2 separate regions of the Arachis hypogaea genome follow, and region 2 is linked to region 1. A link is a contact called in public Hi-C data. All regions are on one chromosome and are shown on one strand. The core of a region is the stretch at or near the end of the contact, and the rest is flanking DNA. Distances in the headings are between cores, read along the strand shown. Region 1 holds the start of LOC112750102. Region 2 holds the start of LOC112750104 (formin-like protein 4).

Region 1 (4,128 bases), core at 1,160-3,659:
CGCTTCAGTCTAGTTTCAGGATATGCAGACATGTGCTCGGGCGAGCTTGCGAGGCATGGTGCTCTTATTAGTAATTTCCATTATAGTAAGTTGCTTCAACCGAATGACATCCTACCCATTTTATTTGGTGTATACATAATATGGTTGGTATATTTTATAGAAAAAAATGTTTGATAAATTTCTTTGATAGTTTTTCACATTCATCGTATTTGGAACAAAATTTTTGGTAATATTACTGTTAAGAATTTTGAGTTATAATTTATGTTAACCCAGATGTTTACTAACATTGGTTAACTCAACGATTTTGATGCTTAAATGGTTACGAGTACTCAAATAAAGACACTTAAAATATCTTTTTTTAAAATATTTTTTAATAATTAAAATTTAATATATATAATTGATTAAATTATGTTATTTTTATTAAAATTAAAGATAAATTGATTTGGCTGAAAAATTGGTAAATTAAATTTTAAACTAGTCTAAATTATTTTTTAAAATGGTTACAATAATCTTATTATAGAATACTTCTATTATATATATATATATATATATATATATTAAATTTTGAAAATGCTAAATCTTAACTCTATGACAGCACAAAGAGAAGAGAAAGATTAGGATTTAGAGTTTTCAAAATTTATATATAATAATAATAAGAATAAGAGTATTTTAGTCATTTTTTATAATAGAGATATTGTAGTCATTTTTATAAAAAAGATTAATTTAGATTGGTTTAAGGAGTAATTCACTGATTTTTTGGCCAAATCAATTTATCTGATCTAATTTTAACAAAAATAACACGATTTAATCAATTATATATATTAAATTTTAATTATTAAAAAATATCTTTAAAAAAATATTTTAAATATTTTTATTTGAATGGCTCCCTTTTTGACTTCTGGTGAGTAGGATGTCATTTAAAATTTTATGGATAAAAATAAGATCCAAATTCATTGGTTTGAACTTTAAATAGATCTTTTACTCTTTTAAATAAAAGAAAACAAATTTTTTATAATATATTTTATTTAAGAATTGGTCACTAATTAATAAGTTATTACATATAATTCAAAAATAGTATTTAAACTCAAACATTTGTTTAAGTGAATAAGTGGACTAATCAGCCAATGAGTAATAGCTCAAATGGCATAGACTCCCCATATTCAATTAAGAGGTTGCGGGTTTGAGTCTGGCATAGACTCCCCATACTCAACTCCTATCTTTCCAAATTTTTGCCAATGAGTAATAGCTCAAATGGCATAGACTAGCTCAAATGGCATAGACTCCTCATACTCAATTAAGAGGTTGCGGGTTCGAGTCTTCTATCTTTCCAAATTTTTGCCAATGAGTAATAGCTCAAATGGCATAGATTCTCCATACTCAATTAAGAGGTTGCGGGTTCGAGTCTCCTATCTTTCCAAATTTTGGCCAATGAATAATAGCTCAAATGGCATAGACTCCCCATACTCAATTAAGAGGTTGCGGGTTCGAGTCTCCTATCTTTCCAAATTTTAAGCCAATGAGTAATAGCTCAAATGGCATAGACTCCCCATACTCAATTAAGAGGTTGCGGGTTCGAGTCTCCTATCTTTCCAAATTTTGCCAATGAGTAATAGCTCAAATGGCATAGACTTCCCATACTCAATTAAGAGGTTGCGGGTTCGAGTCTCCTATCTTTCCAAATTTTTAGCCAATGAGTAATAGCTCAAATGGCATAGACTCCCCATACTCAATTAAGAGGTTGCGGGTTCGAGTCTCCTATCTTTCCAAATTTTTGCCAATGAGTAATAGCTCAAATGGCATAGACTCCCCATACTCAATTAAGAGGTTGCGGGTTCGAGTCTTCTATCTTTCCAAATTTTAAGCCAATGAATAATAGCTCAAATGGCATAGACTCCCCATACTCAATTAAGAGGGCGGGTTCGAGTCTCCTATCTTTTCAAGTTTTTAGTCTGAGTAATAGCTCAAATGGCATAGTCTCTCCATACTCAACTAAGAGGTTACGGGTTCGAGTCTCCTATCTTTTCAAGTTTTTAGTCTGAGTAATAGCTCAAATGACATAGTCTCCCCATACTCAACTAAGAGGTTACGGGTTCGAGTCTCCTATCTTTGATAAAAAAAAATAAATAAGTGGACTAATCACCAATGAGTTATAACTCAAATGGCATAATCTTCTCATACTCAATTAAGAGGTATCACCAATGAGTTATAACTCAAATGGCATAATCTTCTCATACTCAATTAAGAGGTTGCGGAATAAGTGGACTAATCAAGTAATCCGTTCAAGTTGTTTTTTTATTTTGTTTTTATCTTATCACTAAAAATCCGTTTATTGAAAATGATAATGGACTTTGCTCAACTAATCAATCTTGGTCCAAGATAACATAGAAATGGGCCCTAGTGGGCTTGGAGACTTGGGCTGGGCCACACACGCCATGCACATGAGCACCGATTGCAGAGAGAAACGTCGGAGGAGAAGATGGAGTGCGCCGCGAAGGGCAGCGGAAGAACGCGCTGCACCGGCGCCGCCACCAGGCCCTGCGCTCGCTGCGGAGCCGTCGCTTATTGCTCTCTCTCTCATCAGGTCCCTCTCTCTATCTCAATTTCTGATCCGCAGTTTTGAACATATTTTCGCTCGCTGAATAGTTCTGCGTTTCACAAATTTCTTCATATCTCTCCGTTTTTTCTTTGAACCCTAGATTGAACACTGGAGTAGCCACAAACATGAGTGTGATAGGTTAGAGCAACAGATGGAGAGTGTGCATTTACTCAATGATTTTCCTTTCACTTTCTCTCAAGAAGCTACAGTTCAGGTGATTTCTGATTCTAACAACCTTCAAAGAAAACATTGTTACCGTAAAGTGTTCATATATGTTTTTTTTATGCTAATTTAGCTTTTTCAACAGATTTGTTTGAAGCAGGAAACTAGGTGTTCTTTCTTGAGCAAGAGGGGAATCCATCAAAAGGGGATGTGGATGATCGAATGCCGTTGTGGCGAATCGTCTGCTTCATTTGATTGTTTACGGTTCTCTTGTTTCCTTCAAGCTTCATATTCTGAAACTTTTTGTTAATCAAAATTATGTTTGCCCTAATCATTACAAAATAGAAAGTTCAGACATTTTATGGTGTATTTACTTGGCTTAGAACAAGCTTTGGTCTAAGGAGTTTAGTTTTGGCAGGTTAAACAACAGTTGGGATCTTCCAAGAAATTTGTATCCTTGTTATGGTAATACAATTGAAGCTTGTTTCTCCATTCCAAGTTCCTCATATGTATTAAATTGAAAAGAAAATAAAATCCAATATATAAATGTTTAGCACCCGAATCTCAAATTCCGGTGCAGTTGCATAGTTGGAGTGACTACTATAATTGGAGGTGCATTCCACTGGACTCGCCTGCTGCTCTGCTGCTTCACTGGGTATGATTGTGTAGCCCCTTTTCTTTCTTTTTTTCTTTCTCAAAAGTGTCTATCCCATTTCACTGGGTATGATTATGTAACAATTAGGCTTTTTTAGTTTGTTTGTAACTAAAGAAGTACAAGAAGGGGAATGGACCTAATCTTTTGATGTAGTTAATGTTAGATGGAATGTGCAGGGCCTTTAAAACAATTTTCCCACTAGTGTTTGAAAATATTTAAAAAAGAAAAGAATTTCTAATTTCACCTTGCAAATTATAAACTGGAACTTGCGGAATGTATTTGTTTTCTGTTGACTACTTAATAGAGCAGAAACCACCATTGAAAGTTTCCTCCTCTGATAAAATTAGAGGTGTAAGAAGGATATAACCCACAATATCTTTGATAACTTCTTTTATTTTTTATTTTTTAAATTGTATGCTTTGCCTGTTTCAGCCACTTACAATATATCATGCTGCTCAACTAGTTGGAATTGGAACCCTGAATCCTGAAGTCTGTGATAAGTTGTACCTACATTACCTTGGTATATAATTTCTTAAAAACTCCCCGTTCTTTTGAAGCATTCAAATTTAAATATGAATTCTTTTTTACACTACATATTCAAGCATTAATGATCATTTTTTTTTTTAATGGAAGGACCTGAGAAAGAATTGCTACAACTAGATGTATTTGGAGAACTACAGGCACTCTTCCCCGGCGTACATATTCATATTGAACT
Region 2 (4,128 bases), core at 1,138-3,637, 260 kb before region 1:
TACATTGGAGAACTCAGAACTGACCCCTCCAACAATTGGCAATCCTAGTATTATGTATTCCCTTTTTCTTTGTTCATCTGAAACAGAATTCTCAGTGTTTCCACTGCTAATACTGCTGCTACTTCTACTTCTGCTGCTACTTCGGCTCATGCTGTAGTCTCGATTGAGAACAGCACGTTTGCCTTCAGATCGGACCACTTCCTCAACCACAAAGTGAAGCAATGTGGTTTTTCCATCGGTGCTCTTCACATCAGAAAGTTTCCTAAGAGAAGCCAAGTTGAAAGCTTGAGCATTACCTCTATGAGTACCTGCATTCATGCGATTTCCGGCCTTGAGCACTGCTTCAAGAAGCTTCAGGAACACTCCTTGGTTCCTAAGCTCCTTACATCCCAACTCAAGTGTCTGCAGAAACTCCTTGATTTCGACAATCTCGGCATCATAGTTCAGCCTGAACAGCATGGCATTCAAGCGCTTAAACACCGAAGGAACAGCTTTGAGAGTATGATACAGGAAGGACTCCGCTGCAGGAAGGTTTTCAGGATCTCCTCTGTATTGGAGTATTAGAGATTGCTCTTCTTCTGTTGGAGCAACTCTAGAAAGCTTTTCAATGGTGTCTATGTTGAGGCCATGACCATCAAGGAGTGCATCAATGACTTCTTTTCTTGATATTGCAAGAGATTTCAACACAATGGCAGTGTTCTGTGATTTTCTTGGGTCAAGAAGGGTGGATGCCTTTGTTGATGGAGCTGAGGCAGAGGAACCCTTGCTTGGACTCCCTGAATCATTCGCTTTTGGGGTGTTGTGGTTAACAACATAGCCAAAGAGAGCTTCCATAAGATCGTCATCGACCCTGAAGAATTATATGTAAACACTAAGTGCCAAAACAAATGATCAAAATTTGCATATTAGTTTCAGAGAATTGAATGTGATAGGAATATTAGTATTATACCTGAAGGAGCCACGGTCAATTTTGTCCCAAACCATGGAGTGATCAAGATTAGCATTGACTTTATCCCAATGCAGAGGCTTCAGTTTCACTTGACGATTGCCGGTTTCTTGCATATCTTCATCTTTAGATTTGCCTTTTCTCAAGTATGATGGTGCTTCAATAGGGGTAGGAGGTGGTTTTGATGATGACTTTGGATTTCCTCCCTTTGGTGGCCCCTTTCTAGAAGGAATCGGTGGAGGCGGCGGTGGCGGGGCTTGGCTCTTTCTACCAGTAATTGGTGGAAGAGGAGGTGGTTGTGGTGGAGGTGCTTGGCTCTTTCTTTCTGGTACTGGTGGAGGACATGCTGGTGGCACTGCTTGGCTCTTTGGAATTGGTGGCGGAGGTGGTGGAGGTGGCGGCAGTGTAGGTGCTGAACTTTTTCTATCTTGGATTCTTGGAGTGGAAGGTGAAAGTGGTGTAGGAGTTGATGATGAAGAAATGGAGGGTGGTTTTGGTTGTGAATGGCTAACAAAATCAAGTTTATCAAAACCATTAATTGGAGGAGGAGGATGAGGTGGTGGAATCTTCATAATAGTGTATGGTTCTACAGGAAATATATTCAAATGTGAAGAATTTGAAGATAACCCTCTTAGCAAAGGAGTTTCTTGAACATTAGATTCAGGTTGTGTCCTTTGATCATAATATCCTTCGTGATCGCTTTCTTCTTTGTTTTTGTGACTTTTACCCAATACCTCTTTTGAGTTCTTACCATCTTGAAGCCTTTTCCAATATACAACATCCAAACCATTCTCATCAACAATCAGCCCTTTTATGTTACCTTCCATTCTCTCATACACACTCACCTGAGGTTGAGGTCGAGGCTGAGGCAGAGGCACCACAACATTCCTATAATCTCTGTGTGTTGCAGAAGAAGCAGCCATGGTTGTTGTAGTAGTGTTGGTTATGTCAATTCTCTTCTTTGCTCTGAAGCACCTTAGACCTAAGAAGAACACAATTCCACAAACAGCTAGTGTGCATGCTGCAGTTGCAGCTACAGCCTTTGCTACTTTACTGTTTGATGATGGTGATGGAGATGGCGATGATGGCGGTGATTCTTCTGGATTTGTTGTTGGTAATGGTGGTTCTTCTGGTGTTTCAATTGGATAGAAAGTCTCAATGTTCTGAGGATCAAAATTGGTTTGGGAATAACATGTTTGTATAAAAAAAATATGTGAAACAAAGAGAAGGCTCAGAAGAAGCACAGCATTCTTCAGAGCCATAACATTAGAGAATGAAGCATGGATTAGATTACATTCATCACACGGTTTTCTAAATCCTAAGACAAGAAATTTTAATGCACTTTTTCTTCTACTTCTTCTTCTTCTTCTGTTCTTTCCGTTGATTATAATTGAAAGTTTGTCCATTTTCTTGTTATATTGGTTTTGTTAGTGTCTGAAAGTTTCAAAAGAAGTAAGCTGATAAATGTCGTTAGTTGGTAGTTTCCAATTTTATTAAACCATGCAATGACCAACATGACCCTGGATCTTAGAAATGAGTAAATGGCGTAGTTGAGGGGTATTTTAGTACTTTTGTGGCAGGATTTGGTCAAACTACAAAAGGATATGTGAATTAAGTAGTGTTTGAAAGAGACTTGTCACTTGTGCACTATTCCACTAACTATGTCAAACATGTTAATATTGCATGCGGGGTTTGAGGTGGCACTAGAATAATGCTCCAAATCCAAAAGCTTTTTTTCTTTTTCGAGTCAAATGCCATTAATTTATCATCATGGCACAGTTATCCTATCTTTGACTTTGTCTTACTATACTACCAATTATAATTAAAGGTATCTTATTTATATACATTAACTTGCGAGTTATTCTGATTTATATATTGTTGAATGAATTAGTTAACGTGTTCGACCGTGAATATTTAAAAAAAGATAAAGAAAAATAAATTATTAATTAACATACCATACTATTTAGTAGCAAATAATATGTGAGTTAAAATTAAAAATGGTGTCTCATATATTATTTTAATGATTAATGAAAAGTTAGATTAGTTGCTTCTAGAAGCTAAAAAGGCACAAGAAAAAAGGGAGAAGTTCCATTACAGAAATTTGTGGTGAAGGATTTGGTTGACTTGATGGTCATGCTGACGCCAACCTATACAGTAAGAGCAGCTCCAATGAGTGGTCCTCATTCCACTTTTTTCTGACACATGGTGGAATTTATAGTTGGAGAAGGAGAAAGATGAGTTCCTTCACGGAGGCCAAGGCAGAAGAATCCCTCTGAGCAGGAATCAAACATAACCAATGATAACTTGCCACAAGTTACCTTTTAAATAAATACATATAAAATTATAATTAAATAAATAATTATATTAAATAATTAAATTATATTAAATAATTAAATAAAATTAAATTTAATAATAATTATAATAGTTAATTAAATTAAATAATTATAATAATTAATTAAGTGGGACCACAATAGGGACTAAAGTCAGTTCCTCCTAATGGAGAAGAGAGAGATGCTTTGAGTTTATGACACAAAAGTTGATGTGGAGTTACTTCTTATGACAGGTGGACCATAAACAGGAACTTGGATGAGTTTTCTACTGGAGATGGTCTAAGAACATCTCTAATGGATGAGTTCCATTTAATTTTTTCTGACATTTAAGGGACCTACTATTGGAGCATAACCAACATGAGTCCCAGCACGTTGTTTAAGAAGAGAGAGTCTCCATTCAGAGGGACTCATTGTAACCAATAATAACTTGTCACATGACAAGTTATTATAAAAATAAATAATTATATTAAATAATTAAATAATAATTAAATTAATAATAATTATAATAAATAATTATATTTTTATTTGATTAATAATTTATATTAAATAATTAAAGTATAATTAATTTATTAATAATTATAATAATTAATTAGATTAAATAATTAAAATGTTAACATTTACATAATTAAATAATTAAATCATAATTAATTTATTAAATAATTTTTAAAATTTAAAATACTAACTACATTATTAAAATTAACCGTTGTAAGAATTTTTTTGTATTAAGTAATTTTATAAATTAGTATAATTTTGAATTATATATTGTGTATTATTGTTATGTATGAATTTGTTTAATATTAATATTTTTTAATAGTGAATTATTTTTAAATTTATAAATTTAAAATATTATTG

The links. Hi-C and Micro-C count contacts between places; a contact is called where the count stands out from the background.
Region 2: a Hi-C map of leaf shows a contact between it and region 1, with 6 times the contacts expected there. The contact joins the promoter of LOC112750104 here to the promoter of LOC112750102 in region 1. A contact is called at or near these places in 3 of 8 Hi-C or Micro-C datasets (leaf and an unstated tissue).

Annotation. Positions count from the first base shown.
Region 1 is chr15:30,247,583-30,251,710 of arahy.Tifrunner.gnm2.J5K5, reverse strand. It overlaps LOC112750102, which reads left to right and starts at 2,409. Exons shown (of 10, transcript XM_029293352.2): 1 at 2,409-2,581; 2 at 2,697-2,810; 3 at 2,904-3,022; 4 at 3,177-3,223; 5 at 3,313-3,413; 6 at 3,846-3,933; 7 at 4,047-4,128. The coding sequence starts at 2,477.
Region 2 is chr15:30,504,729-30,508,856 of arahy.Tifrunner.gnm2.J5K5, reverse strand. It overlaps LOC112750104 (formin-like protein 4), which reads right to left and starts at 2,387. Exons shown (of 2, transcript XM_025798655.3): 1 at 950-2,387; 2 at 1-850. The coding sequence starts at 2,352.